Linked DNA regions of Sus scrofa: region 1 is linked to region 2. Evidence: chromatin contacts called from public Hi-C data. All regions are on one chromosome and are shown on one strand. The core of a region is the stretch at or near the end of the contact, and the rest is flanking DNA. Distances in the headings are between cores, read along the strand shown.

Evidence for each region. Hi-C and Micro-C count contacts between places; a contact is called where the count stands out from the background.
Region 1: a contact with region 2 is called in a Hi-C map of embryonic fibroblasts, with 3 times the contacts expected there. The contact joins the promoter of AK1 here to the promoter of TOR2A in region 2. A contact is called at or near these places in 4 of 5 promoter capture datasets (fetal liver, fetal skeletal muscle, liver and 1 more), 21 of 47 Hi-C or Micro-C datasets (alveolar macrophages, blood, embryonic fibroblasts and 11 more) and 2 of 2 datasets of contacts at active chromatin or transcription factors (alveolar macrophages and skeletal muscle).

Annotation. Positions count from the first base shown.
Region 1 is chr1:268,364,338-268,367,037 of Sscrofa11.1, forward strand. AK1 (adenylate kinase isoenzyme 1) reads right to left here and starts at 1,322. Exons shown (of 7, transcript XM_003122177.6): 1 at 1,209-1,322.
Region 2 is chr1:268,236,176-268,238,875 of Sscrofa11.1, forward strand. It overlaps TOR2A (prosalusin), which reads right to left and starts at 1,303. Exons shown (of 6, transcript XM_021069354.1): 1 at 1,079-1,303; 2 at 325-459; 3 at 195-322. The coding sequence starts at 1,229.

The sequences.
Region 1 (2,700 bases), core at 72-2,571, 130 kb after region 2:
CCTGGCAACCCCTAGGTCCTTCGGCAGCTTTGCTGACCGTCCTGCCACCCGTGGGGTATGAGTTATAGCCTCTTTCCTGCTGAGTGTGCTTAAGAAAGGGTCAGAGCGGCCAATGTCCCTCCATAGCTGGTGGGGGAGGGAGAGGGTCCCCAGGCCAGGGACAGCCTGCAGAGACACCCTGAGGAGTGGCCTCGACCTACCCTGCCCCACCTGCTCCTGGTAACCTAAGCCCCTCTGTCCTGCTGGCACCTGCCATTTCTTGGCCCAAAATAACTTGGTTGTGAGGAGTCCACACAGAGGCCAGGGGTCCGGGACAGAGTTAGGTTACGGGCTCAGCACCCAGGCCTTATAAGGCCCCCAAGTCAGGGCCAAGGTAACTCCTAGCATGACTAGGTGGTCTGCTGAGGGGCCTGGGGAACAGAGGCCCAGAGGGACAGTGACTTAACCTCAGTCACAGGGCAAGGCCAGAGCGAGACCCAAGTTTCCCAGCTCCTGACCAAAAGCACCTTCCCAGGGGTTGGCGATTGGCTAGGGTTCAAATCCCAACTCTATCATTCAGCTGTGTGACCTTGGGCAGCTGGTATGCCCTCTCTGGGCCTGTACCCCCAGGCTCTGTCCTGCTGCTGCTCAAGAGTCCTAGGTAGGTAGCTGAGCAATACTCAGGAAAGGCCCCGTGGGCTGGGCCCCCGAGCTCCCACAGAGCCCCTGACCTTTCAGGAGGCAGGGGCAGGCACAATCATGAGGGGGCTTGCCTTCCGTGCCCCCAGCACTCGAAACAAGACGGGATCGCTCCTCCTATCCCCTAGTCTGCTCCCGCCCCGGTCCTGGGGCAGGGAGTCAAGCCACAGCGCCCCCTCCCCGGGCCCGCCCGAGCTGGGCCGTGCCAAGGGCAGGGACCTGGAGCCCCGGGAGTGCCAGTGGGACAAAGGGGTGACTGTCACGGCGGCTGGGACACACACACACACACCCCCATCCACAAAGGCACACACAGTGTGGCACAAATACCCAGAGCAGAGCCTGGAGAATACAAGCAGGCAGATGCATTCAGATCACAACCAAGAATACCAACACACAGCCACACAAACCCCAAGAATACCTTGCCACACGCAAGCACGCAGACCCCCCTCCCCAGGTGCGTGTGGCTCCCCCACTCCCTGCAGGGGCGCCCCCCTTCACGTGCACAGGCACACACACGGGCACACACTGACCTGGGGGAGGGGTGCGAGTGGGCTCCGGGGCCAGTGCGTGCCCTACCCGTCCTGCCGGGCCGCCTGCAAAGGCGACTATTTATAAGGCTGTCAGCAGCGCGCGGCATGCCGGGAGCCAGCGTTCCGAGCTGCCAGGGAGGGGGGTACGGAGGGAGGGAGAGCGGGAGAGCGGGCCGGGAAGGGAGGGGGCGCTGGACCAGAGCGGAGCCCTGGCGGGAGGCCAGACCGGTGCCCCTGCCATGCACCCCCAGGTGGCTGTGCCTGCAGGCGCATGGCTCCTTCACAGTTTTTCCAGAGGGTTTTTCATTCCTGCATTACCTCCACTGTGTCCACATCACTCCAGGGGGCCGGGACCAGGGACAGTGGCTGGGGGTGGGGGGAGGACTGAGGCTCTTTGCACAAAATCCCACCCACAGCAAGTTGGTGGCAGAGAGAGGCCAGAACCAGACAGAGGGTGACTGAGGCATGGATTCTGGGGACTGTGCTGGCCAGATAGTCCCCCAGCCCCTCCTCAGATCCTGCCCAGAGGCTTTGGGGCCAAGAGCCACCTGGAACTCCTCCTTCTCTGTTGAAAGGGGCCCCAAACGATCCTCTGGGCCTGAAACCCCTCAGGACCCCAGAGATTGCCCACATATCCATCTCCCAGATGGTGACTGTGTAGAAGATGATAAAAACCAGCCCTGGAGTTCCCGTTGTGGTGCAGCGGAAACAAATCCGACTAGTATCCATGAGGATGCAGGTTCAATCCCTGGCCTTGCTCAGTGGGATAAGGATCTGGTGTTGCCATGAGCTTGGGTGTAGGTCACAGATGAGACTCGGATCCTTTACTGCTGTAGCTGTGGCTTATGCCTTTAGCTGTAGCTCTGATTTGACCCCTAGCCTGGGAACTTCCATATGCCACCCGTGCAGCCCTAAAAAGCAAAAAAAAAAAAAAAAAGCAGCCCTGCCCCCATGAAAAGGCTGTGGGTACCCAGATGGGGGAATGATAATCCTGATGAAAAGAATAGCTCCAATTACTGAGACTCACTGGCACCAGATGTTGGGCAGAGCACTGGACTCAGACCACGTCTGTTAGTCATTAAACGCCGAGAAGGAAAGTGAGGGTCACAGCTGTAAAAGAACTTGCCTGAGGTTCCCAGGTAGAAGGTGATGTATTTACCCAGCATTCTGCACAAGACCAGGACATAGCAGTAGCTGTTCAGTGATGTAGCAGGACAGAGATGAGAGCCTAGGACCATGCAGTTTCCGAACTCATGCACTTGGAGTTCCCTGATGGCCTAGAGGTTGAGGACTCGGAGTTGTCACTGCTGTGGCTCGAATCTGATGGAACGTCTGGCCTGGGAACTTCTGCATGCCGCAAGCACCGCCAAAAACAAAACCAAAAAAAAAAAAAAAAAAAAATTCATGCACCTGACCACTAGATCACATCAAGACATTGAAGGCAGCAGCTCCAGATGGTGGAGTGGGTTGAATTTGGAATTTGTCTTATAGG
Region 2 (2,700 bases), core at 53-2,552:
CCCCAGGAATTAAACCGAGAACTCCCTGCCAGATGGCACCATCCCAAGCTCTGTTCAGGATGGGTCCTGAGAGCTGAGGCTTCACCTGGCTGTGTGGCCTGGAGCGAGTAAGGGATTCCCCTCTCTGGGCTCAGGTCTCCCTCCCTTGGGTCTGGCACCCCACAGGACAATGGTCTAGGACGCCACCAGCCTACCTTGTAGCGCTCCATGTGGCTGGGGTGGGGGAAGTGGATGACGGGGGAAAAGTGATGCACATGGGGGCTGCGGAGGCCACCCCGGAAGAGGTAGTGTGCCAGCAGGGAGCTGACATAGGACTTGCCGTGCCCGTCCAGCCATGCAGAGAGAGGACCAGCGGCTTGGTGGGGGCTGGGTCCTGCACGAAAGCCTTCAGTGCCTTCACCACCAGCGCCCTGGCCAAGTGCTGGCCCGCCAGGTGCTGGGCCAGGTCACACTCCAGACCTAGGACCACAAGAAGGACAGTATCAGAGCTGAGGACACACGCCCACCACGGAAGAGGTTCAGGAGGCAAACCACGTCTGGAACCTGGTCTAAGGATCCGCGTGTTCTGGGACAGTTTTACGAGCGGTCTGCGGAAAGGGAGAGTGGCCCTTGGATTCTCTGGTCATAGGAGCGACCCTCAGGCCTGACTCAGCTCGGCAGCGCCCCCATCAGGTGGCCCTCTGGATTGCGTTCGGACCTAAGGGGGTGCGAGCTGTCAAGAGAATCGCCTCCAAATCCCTGCCCATCTCCAAGGCAGGCTTCTCCCTTGACAGCCAGTCCAGTGTGGAGGCATAAACGCCCCCCACCCCTGCCAAGGCCCAGCTGTCAAAAGACCCTCTCCATCCTGGCAGGACTGTGCCTAGACCCCAGATAGGCATCCCCAAACCCTTGTCCCAAGCCCCGTGCCCTAAGCTCCCAGGGTCCCTCAACGTCAGGCCCACTTCCGGCCTTGGCCGCCCGTAAGTTTGGGGGTCCTGCCCCCCGTTCTCTCCTCCAGGTCCGGCCCCGGAGCAACCCTGGGTTCCGAGAGCTCCCCGGTCTACCAGCTCCCCCAGTTCAGGCTCCCGAGGCTCCTCACCCTGGAAGTCTGGCCGGAAGTCACATTCACAGAAGGTGCCGAAGTTGCAGCGCAGCGATGTCAGGTCCCAGGAGGCGGCCGCGGCCGAGACCAGCCCAAGCAGCCCGAGGAGCGAACTCCAGAGGCTGCAGCCGCACGTCGCAGCCGCCATCCGGGTGAGGCCGGAGCTGGGTCTGAGGCCGCCAACTGCCTCGTTCGAGAACTACAACTCCCGACGTGCATCGCTCTGCGGCAGCCACCGTCTGTAGCCTACAACTCCCGACTCCCCTCTCTCCCCTCTCAAAGGCCCGCCCCTTGGTCGTCCCGCTGCAGGACCGGAAGATGATCTACAGGGGGAGCCCGCGAACCGTCCAATCCAGGACTGCGGCTGCGTTTCCATGGCTACGGTAACTAGGGGGACCATCACAGTAGCTCCGAAAGAATAATAAATAAAGGATTATGACCACAAAGGGTGACGTAACAATTGTAGCAAAAACTTGTGGGGGCACTTTACACCTTGCAAAGCGCCCTTTCCGTGCTCTTTTTTCTCTTTTATATGATAAAAGAGCGCTGATAGATTTTGGTGAACACCTACTATGTGCATTAGTGTGAGGCGCCTTATATATCTTGTGATAACCGTACCTGTCACACAGAGGAATGGTGATATTTCAAGGAGGTACAGGCACATAAAGTGTGTTGGCTCACAAAGCAATCAATAGATGACCATTGACAATCCATTATGAAACATGGCTGTCCCTTATGTAGCAGCTGCTATGTGCTTTAACATCAAGCAAAAGGGATCAGATCTGTTATTGTCCCCATTTACTGAGAAGGAAATTGGGACCCAAGAGGTTAAGCCCCTTATCCAAGGCCACCTGGCTAGTGAACAATAGAACAGAACCCAAATCTGGCTGCTGCCAAAGATCTAACACACCGTCACCCATCCTCTCTTGGTCAAAGGCAACGGATCTTGGACAATTCAAATTCAGTCAATAGGCTCCCCAGGCCTCTAGTCTGGCCTGGCATCATGTGGATCTACATTGCCTACCTCCCCAACCCATGAAATCAAGACAACTGCTTTCGTGGCTCTCCTCAAAGATTCCCTGCCCCATCTACCCTTTGTGGTCATAATCCTTTATTTATTATTCTTTCAGAGCTACTGTAATGGTACACACACACACACGCACACGCACACACACATATGCATGCACGCACACAGCACGCAGCAAGGATTTCTGTGGCCACGTTTCAAAACCTGAAAAGAAATTAGTGGTTCCCACTTTTGGGAGCAGAAAAGGAAAGAACTCCAGGTCAGGATGCCCAGATTCCAGCCTTTCTCATTCTGAGGCTGGAACCAAGGGCAAGTCCCTTCTCCCTCCAGTTCTCGATCTCCCTAGGGGAGCTGGAGTCTTAGATTTCAAAAAGCCCTTCCACTTCAAGTATCTGGGATCCTTGGCTGTACCTTTGTGCAGAAGCTTTGCTATGGCTTCTGGAGGAAGGGAATGGGGTGGGGGAGGGGACGGGGGGCAGGATTTCTCTGTTTGGAATTAGTTACCTTCCCTACTGGCCTGTGGGCTCCTCCAGGACAGGAGCTGGGTTTTAGTATTGCCTGTAACTCTGGCTCTGGGTACAATCTGGAATGT